Regions from separate parts of the Sus scrofa genome. Here region 1 is linked to region 2. Evidence: chromatin contacts called from public Hi-C data. All regions are on one chromosome and are shown on one strand. The core of a region is the stretch at or near the end of the contact, and the rest is flanking DNA. Distances in the headings are between cores, read along the strand shown. Region 1 overlaps SAMD12 (sterile alpha motif domain-containing protein 12). Region 2 overlaps SAMD12 (sterile alpha motif domain-containing protein 12).

Region 1 (4,432 bases), core at 1,103-3,602, 190 kb before region 2:
TTACATACATATATACATTCTTTTTTCTCCCATTATCATGCTCCATCATAAGTGACTAGACATAGTTCTCAGTGCTACACAGTAGGCTCTCATTGCCAATCCATTCCAAAAGCAATAGTTTGCATCTATTAACCCCCAGAGACTGTCTTTTCTCCTTGTATTTTTGCCTCTTTTGTCAATATTAATTGACTGTAGGTGTAAGGGTTTATGTCTGGGCTGTCTATTCTGTCCCATTGGTCTATAAGTCTGTTTTTGAGCCAATACCATGTTGTTTGATTAATATAGCTTTGTAGTATAGTCTGAAGCCTGAAAGGGTTATACTTATAGCTTTGTTCTCTCCCCCCCACACCTCAGGATTTTTCTGGCAGTTCTGTTTTTTTTTTTTTTTTTTTTTTTTTTGTGGTTCCATATAAATCTGAGGATTATTTGTTCTAGTTCTTTGAAAAAGTTCATGAGTTTTTTGATAAAGGTTGTATTAAATCTGGAGATTGCTTTGGGTAGTATGGCCATTTTAACAACATTAATTCTTCCATTCCAAGAGTATGGGATATCTTTCCACTACTTTGTACATCTACGATTTCCTCCATCAATACTTTAGTTTTCACAGTATAGGTCTTTCACCTCCTTGGTTACATTTATTCCTAGGTATTTTATTCTTTTTGATATGATTTAAAATGGGATCTTTTTTTACTTTCTCCTTCTGGTATTTCGTTATTTGTTTATAGAAACATAAAAGATTTCTGTATATTAATCTCACATCCTGATACATTCCTGAAATCATTTATTAGTTCTAACAGGTGTGGCGACTTTAGGGTTCTTTACATACAGTATCAAGTCATCTGAAAATAGTGATTTTTCACCTCTTGCCTTCTAATCTGGACAACTTTCATTTATTTTTCTGGTCTGATTGCTATGCCTAGGATTTCCAATACTATGTTAAACAGAAGTGGCAAGATTGGTCATCCTCTTCCTGTTGCTGAATTTAGCAGGAAGCTCTTCACCTTTCCTATCTGTGGGTTTGTTATAAATGGTAGATGGCTCTGGATCTTTAAAGGGGGAAGGAAGAGTGTGGTACGGTTTCACCTGTCCATCCTAAGGGCTTCATATCCCAGACAACCTCTAGCTCCTCATATGTACTAAGTTATTTACAACTTTTGCTCAACCTTTCCTCGTGATTGGATGAATTCTTTTACACCCTCACACTCTAGTGAACACCCATTACTCTGTTTTTCAAGACTGCTTCAAGTGTCACATTCTTTACGAAGCCTTCTCTCCCTCTAGAAACAGCTGACAACTTATCCTTGGATGCCAGCATGGCATCGTAAGTGTTTACCAGCAAACCCACCATTCTATTTTAATGTGTCCATCATCTCCTCCTAAATTTTTTGAAGGTGGTACCACGTCTTAACTGTCATGTATCTTCCTAATGCAAAGTGCAGTGCCAAGTATACAGAAAGTGCTTCTTAATAAATAGTTGTAAAATAATGAAGACAGGAATGATGTTGGAGAAGAAGAGTGTTTCCCCCCCTCTCCTTTTCAGGGCTTAATTCAGTACCTAATTTTACCTGAATTACTTGAATCTGCATATAGGGAGGGGGGTTGTTCCTATTTCTTTCTCTACATCTAAGGATTGTTCCAGGAATATGTACATCCCAGAACTGGCCACATATGGATTTGCAGCTAACCAACAGTAACAAGCCCTTTCTCAAATCTTTTTTCGATGGGTCCACATTACTAGTTTAGACATTCTGGAAACCAATCACCTGGTCAGTTCAATAGCTTCAGAGTCCAAGGTGAATAGGATGCATTAGAGCCCAGTGATTAAAGAGTGTGGGGTTCTGGAGTCAGGCAGATCTGGTTGATATCTAAGGCTCACCACTTCCAGCTGTATGATGTTAGAAACATGAATTTTTCCAAACATCAATGCCTTCACCTTTAACATGGTGATGATAATCCCCACCTCACTGGGTTGCTGTAATGATGAAATGGGCTCATACAAAAAGTACTTTGCATAGTATCTGGCAAATAGTCAATATTTGCTAAATGATGGCTATTATTTTTTATTAATATTATTGTCACAACGTTCTAAAATTCCCTAGAGAAACTAGAGATAGAAATAGGTCAATGCACTAATGCCACAGCTGGGGGCCAGGAAACAGAAATAACATGGCCCGAAGGGCAAGCCTTTGCACCCGCCAGTGACAGATAATACTCTTCTCGCCTGCCAAGGCCACAGTCGACACACGCTGGCTTCCACTCTCACCCAGATTAGTGCAGACGCCAACAGGCAGTCCTGTGATAGAGTTCACAGCAGACACTTCAAAGGCTAGGAGAAGCTGGCCTGGGAGGCAAAGGCCAGCTTGGCAGAGGATTCTAGAACAGATCTGGAATGGACTGTGTCCAGTGCCACCTGCCCCACTCCAGTCATAAGGGTGTATTTGGGAAAGAAGAAAAGAAAGGTGGGTTAAGAAAGCAAGTTCCTAAACTGCAATAGGAATGTGGGACACAAAACCAGTAGCTGTGTTTGTATAAAAGAACACTCATCACGAAGTTCCTGTTGTGGCTCAGCGGTAACAAACTTGACTAGGATCCATCAGGATGCAGGTTCGATCCCTGGCCTTGTTCAGTGGGATGGGGATCCGGTGTTGCCATGAGCTGTGGTGTAGGTCACAGATGCAGCTTGGATCTGGTGTTGCTGTGGCTGTGGTATAGGCCAGCAGCTGCAGCTCGGATTCAACCCCTAGCCTGGGAATATTCATATGCCTCGAGTGCAGCCCAAAAAAGCAAAGAAAAAAAAAAAAAGAATGCTCATCAAATGTGAACCCTATCTAAGGCCTTAAATAAGAGGTCTGACCTAGAGAAAGTTGGTAAATTTCTATCTAACAATCTAAAACCTGTTCTATGTTTAGAGCAGTGGTTCTCAACTGGGTGCAACTGGGAACCCCCTCTGGCAATGTCAGGAGACATTTTTGGTTGTCACAGTTTAGGAGATACTCTTGGCATCTAGTAGGTAGAGGCCAAGAACCCTGCTAAACATCCTGGAATGCATGGGACAGACCCTCACTTCAAAGAATTATCCAGCTCAAAATGTCAATAGCGCTGAGGCTGGTTTAAAGGATACAGGTCCTTGTTATCTTCTATTGCTGGTTGTGAGCCAAATATATCATTCCCAGAATAGGCCAAGATAAAAACCAACTTAAGTGTGCCTCTTGTGTATACAAGAAACCAGGCTGATTTCAAACCTCACTCCCCCTCTTCATCATTTGCTCATTTTATTTGATTTTATATTCAATGTAATCAAAACCTCTAATACTAAATCATTTCTAACTTTTAGAACCCTCAAAGGCATACCATTATCATCATCAAGATGGGAAGATTTAAACAGGTATGCTCAATTAATTAATTAGTATGTCCAAAAGAAGTTAGGAGATAAAAGAAGGACAAGGGAGGATTTATGTGGCAATAAAACTCGACTCTGCTAACCAGCCCTTTGGTGGAAGAAGTCACATGTGTTGTCAGTGCACTGTTTTCATTTCTGCTACTACCTGCGCCCTGATAGTTTGGAGGAGGGGGTTGCCTGCCTCCTGAGAATGCACTGAAGAAATCGATGCTAGCCCCGACTGCATGAAGATGGAGACCAGAAACCAGGTATCAGGATAGCAGAGGACTTGGGTTAAGAGCAATAAAAGAGACGACACATGCAAACTAGTCTGTAACTTCTCATCACCCCGAGTAAACTGGAGACCACGATGGCTCTGTGACGGCTAATTTTATGTGTCAATGTGACTGGGCCATGGGGTGGCCAGATATTTGATGAAACATTATTCTGGGTGTGTCTGGGAGAGTGTTTCTGGAAGAGATTAACATTTGACTGAGTAAAGCAAATTGCTCTCTCTACCGTGGGTGGTCCCTGTCCAAACAATTGAAAGCCTGGGTAGAATAAAAGGCTGAGTAAGGGGGAATTCACTCATGTTTGCTGAGGGATATCAGTTCTCCTGTCTTTAGACTTGGCCTCAGACTTGAACTTAAATTATCAGCTTGCCTGGGGCTACAGCTTGCAGAACGTGGGCCTTCTCAGCCTTCAAAATTGTGAGTCATTCCTTATAGTAAATTAGTTTATCTATCTATCTATCATCTTTAGATAGATCGATCAGTCCATTTATCTACAAGACATATGTTGATATATATGACTATATATAATATGAAAAAAAATATATATATCCAATAGCTCCTATTGGCTCTGTTTCTGGGGATAACATCGACTAACACAGAGTCTATAGACCACAACTACTGTAATACTAAGCATTGTCAGTAACCAGGTACTTACTATATGGTGAATAACATGCTAAGAATGTGTCCATTTTGCAGCAACCTGAGGAAGTAGATACCATGGTCTCACTCTACAGAAGAAGACGAAGGTCAGGTTTGGGGG
Region 2 (4,931 bases), core at 1,857-4,356:
TGTAAAATGGGAATACTGATTTAAGTTACGCTGAGCTTTCTTTGTGAAGGTTAAATTAGGTAGTAGATCTGAAAGTGCCTAGCGCAGTACAGGACTTAATACATTCTCTTTCGAAGGAGAGATTTCATAAAGGTGTGCCTTGTTTCTATCATTACACTTACTATGTTATAATATAACCATGAATTTGTTCACAGCCTATCTTCCTTTTCAGATTCTAGGCTTTTTACAAAGAGAAGGTGGGTTTCATTTAACTGAGTAACTCCAGTGCGTGGCACCTGGTAAAAGGTGACCTGAACAAATGGCCTCATGAGAAAAGATGGTTATCACCCCCCATTTTGAAGGTAAAAAACTAAGCCCAGAAAAAATGAAGGGAACTGCCCAAAGTCACATGCCTAGGAGCTAGCAGAGCAGAGACTGGAACCAAGATACCTGATTCAAATTCATGCTGTGCCTAGAAAGGCTATGCCTGCTTTAGTTTGGCCTTTGGTTTAATAAACAATGATCTTCTAATGCAGTCATTAGACTAGGTGCTGGGTATAAGCAGTGACTACAATCCATATGGTCTCCATACTCACAGAGTTGCAGGTTAGTGAATGAAGTACACATAAAAAGAAAATACGCAAATAAATGATTTCAACACAGAATGTTGTCTTTGGGATGGATTAGCAATGGAATCCTACTGTGTAGCACTGGGAACTCTGTCTAGTCACTTTTGATGGAACACGTAATGTGAGAAAAAGAATGTATACATGTATGTGTAACTGGGTCACCATGCTGTACAGTACAAAAAAATATATATAAATAAGTGATAAAAAAAATTTTCAAAAAAGGAAAAAACAAAATACTTATTTCATGAGGAAAAACAGAGGAGGCCAAGTGAGCCCCAGAAACCCAAGTTGCTTGTGGGGAAAGCAAATCAGAAAGAAACTTTTGGCTAAGATCTGAAGGATGAGAAAGAGTGGTGAAGAGTAAAGTTAAAGAGGTTGGAGGCAGAAGAAAAAAAATAGATGCAAACGTTCTAAATAGACTATCACTGTCCGTGGAGGCAAGAAGGCCAGTGAAGTGAGGTGGCCTTGTGGGAAGGGTAGAGGCCAACGGCTTGAGATGAGGATGGAAGGGCAGACAAGAGTAAGATCAATCTGGGTCTTGGAGGCAAGACCAAGGATCCCATTACCTACTCCAAGTGTGATGGAAGATCAAAATATACTTTTAAGAAGGGCAGTGACATGATGCAACTTCCATTTAAAAATTCTCTCTCTAGCTGCAAAAAAAAAAAAAAAAAAAAAAAAAAAAAAAAAATGTCTCACTTAAGGGTCAAGGGAACATCTGGAAGTTGGAAAAATTAGTTGGGAGACTGCAGCTTTTGTTGAATCCCCAGAAGACGTGGCTTCTACTAGAAGGTGGTGGTAAAGATGTGAAGAGAGGAAATATTTTTGCATCTAGAATCAAAGGCGGTAGATTAGGTATTTGAGGCAAGAAGGAAATGGATGTCAATGACAGAACACGTCTTTCTGGCTTGGGCAATAAAAGAAGGGACAGGGAAATTGCTGACCTGGAGAACACTGAGTGAGGACGGTAGTAGAAGATCAAACTTCTGGTTCGACATGGAATGAGCCTGACCTGCCTACATCCATGAAACAGTCAACAGAAATGTAGAGTGGGTGTGTGGAGGTGTACAGTGGGAGCTCCAAACAGAAGTCAGCCACCATCATAAAGCTGACATACAAACCCGTGATCAGAGAGGAAGGGGAGCGAAGGGAGGAGAGGCTTGAGGACTGATCTCTGGGGACCCCCAGCACCGCGTGGGTGGATCAGTGGGACAGGCCCACAGAGACACACTGTGAATGAGTGGCTGGAGACACAGAAAGAAATCTTGGGGAATGAGGTGTCAGACAGAGTGTAGTTCAAGAAGAACAAGAGACCATTTGTGCTGAAGGCTGAGGAGCCCAGTCAGGCATAGTCACTAGAGAATACCTTGCAATGGAAGGTCCTTGAGGCCCAGAAACCCTTGTATACAGAGTGTGTGAGGGGTAGAGTCCAAGACATCATGTCATTCAATCACTGAGCTTTCCTCCTGCATGAGGTATCTTGCGTTTGACCCAAGAGACAAAGGGAAAGGAGTTACCTGGAAGGGACCCATCAGCTTTGGACATCATCATTATTATCCATAATAGGGAGTTCCTGCTGTGGCACAGCAGAAACGAATCCAACCAGGATCCATGAGGACGCAGCTTCGATCCCTGGCCTTGCTCAATGGGTGAAGGATCCAGCATTGCTGTGAGCTGTGCTGTAGGTCACAGACACAGCTAGGATCTGGTGTTGCTGTGGCTGTGTCACAGGCTGGCAGCTGTAGCTTGATTCGACCCCTAGGCTGAGAACTTTCATATGCCAAGGGTGCATCCCTAAAAAGACAAAAAAATAAAAAATAAAAACATCATCAATAATTGATTGGACAATTACGATGGGCTGGGTATAAATGTGGATAATTTCTCATTCTTTGATTTGTTCTTTGGGACAGTTTTCTGGATAGGTTTAATTGTTATCCCTATTTTAAAAATGAGGTTTGAGAATTTTAGTGACTATGATCACAGTAGTAAGAGACAGTAAAATTCTGAATTATTATTTTTCCAACTCCACAGTTCATCCTCTCTGCCCATTTTGCTGTCTGGCTTTTCTCTGCATTTGATTAGAAGCTTTGGAAAAGGAAAAGAATTTTTTAAAATGTTTTAAGTTCCAGCCCTCGTTAGAGTACCTGCCGCATAGCAGACCATCAATAAATGGTGGATGGAAGAGTGAGAAAGAAGGAAAAAATAGAGGGGGAAAGACAGGAGAAAAAGAGGGACCAGATAACTTAGGCCAAATCAATTTCCAAAGATTATCAGTTCTACCGACTGGAAGGCTCTGGCCCATGTCACTCAGATCCCTCTTAAGGCCTAAAGAACGCCCCAGCTGCTGGCTGCTCTTGGCTGTTGGCCCTTCTGGGCAATGCCCTGGCTGAAAAGAGCTACTTCATCCAAGGTCATGACCCTCTTCCTGAGAGCAGCCTGTATCCTATGACTGGTGGCAGGCAGGAGGGAGCTGCATCTTTAGGTCTAGCCTTTATAATTGTATCCAGGTGGCCCAGCCCCAGCTGGATTAACTCCAAAGGCCAGTCCCAGCTCCAGACAGCTGCAGATGGCTGAGGTCTTGTTCGGATTGAGTCAGAGTCTAAATCCAGCATCTTTCACGTTCCTAGCAAGTGGTGAATAGGAAGACACCACCCAAAAAACTTCTAGCACCCAGCTCTCCTTCTCTGAGCCTGCTTTCCAGGAACCCATTGTCTGACAGGGGTTCACTGGGCAAAGGGGTGCCCGATCAATTCTCTGCTGTAAACGTGATGTGTTACCTGTGATGATTTTTGAACAGCCCAGGTGGCTTCATTGCCCCATCTAGTATGTCCCGAGGTCACCTACCTCCATAGTAAGTGTGAGTGTGGGGAATGATAATGAACTGTGATAGTGGCCTCTGCGAAACATAATCAGTAAGATAAATCTGCTAAAAATTGTATGTGTACATCATCTATTGATTTTATAAGTGTATCTCATTTTCCATAAAACACTGAGTACTATGCAATAATAGCATGCTATGTAAATCATAAATACATATGCATATATGCATATATTTTCATGTTCATATAAATACCTATGTATAATCTATCTGTTATATGCTTGACATGAATTATCTCATGAGATTCTTACATATAAGCATAATTATTTTTCAGATGAGAAAATTAAGCCCAGAGAGGTTGAAGATCCTGACAAAGACTTTCTAGCAAAAAGAGCTCATGCTTTGGGTCAAATCTGGCACTGTTAGACTTCAAGCCCTGTACTTTTAATCCCTCTACCACACTGAACATCAGCTTGAGCAAATTTCTTACAAAGTGCTGTGACTTCACAAGAAAATAACAAGAACAAATACAGACTCATGGATCCCTCATTTTGCAAATTTCGATTTTTGTGTCCTGGGTTTCCTTAAATCGGAAAACATCTGGTTACACCAGGAAGTCAAATTCACAAAGACAAAGCCACAGGGGAAATGAAGCATTGTCCTTTGTCCCTTGAAGAAGCGACCTCTTCCCAACAACTCCAGTGAGCTGAGCTTGCTTTTACAACCGAGATGTTTTCCTTTGTATGCAGAGTAATGGAGCATGGCAAGAGTACATGCCTTCAGCAACAAAATCTGTAAATCAACACACACACTCCACCATGTTGTGACTGTGAGAACACACACCCTCACAAGGCAGGAGACAGCTTCTGTCAAAGGAAGAGCTGAATACTGATCAGTCCATAAGAAACAGAACTGAGATTGAAAAAAACATCTTAGAACTGATAAATGAATTGGTATCATAATAGCAACAGCTTGGCTTCAACAAAAACTATATTGGTTAAATTAAGTCTTCTACATAAAGATGTCAAGTGTTACAACTTCACCACTGCAGTGAAGAATAGCTTCAAAAGGTGCCTAAATGGAAGAATTAGATCCTTAGAAATGACTTTATAGAATTGTCAGTTCTAAAATCATAAATCTCTACTCCAGCACCAGATTTCTATTGGTTTGGGCTGTATCTTTCAGCACCATGTTATTCCAATCCTGCCGTCCAAACCATTTTCCTACCTTTCTTCTAACATAAAGAATACAGGAATCTAGTGACTACTGCTGGATTTCTCCTTCAATCATACCGTGCTGTGAAAACTAGTCATGGCTGAAAATTTTACTCCAAAATCTTTCTTTCAAATTTTATTCGATAGTAAAGCAATAGTTTCCGTGCTTCTTTTTGCCTTGAGTCCTGCGTATTTTTTGGATTGGACAGTTAGAGCTCTACTCTTTCCTTCCTCTCTTCCTCTTCCTTTTTTTTTTTTTTTTTTAAATTTCCAGGGCCAGGGAATGAACTC

The links. A called contact is a pair of places that touch in the nucleus more often than the background predicts.
Region 1: a contact with region 2 is called in a Hi-C map of psoas muscle, with 2.3 times the contacts expected there. A contact is called at or near these places in 3 of 47 Hi-C or Micro-C datasets (embryonic fibroblasts, heart right ventricle and psoas muscle).

The regions. Positions count from the first base shown.
Region 1 is chr4:20,553,026-20,557,457 of Sscrofa11.1, reverse strand. The region is part of intron 4 of SAMD12 (sterile alpha motif domain-containing protein 12); the gene reads right to left. Among named protein-coding and RNA genes, the nearest start is that of EXT1, 90 kb to the left of the region's middle.
Region 2 is chr4:20,360,861-20,365,791 of Sscrofa11.1, reverse strand. The region is part of intron 3 of SAMD12 (sterile alpha motif domain-containing protein 12); the gene reads right to left. Among named protein-coding and RNA genes, the nearest start is that of SAMD12, 220 kb to the right of the region's middle.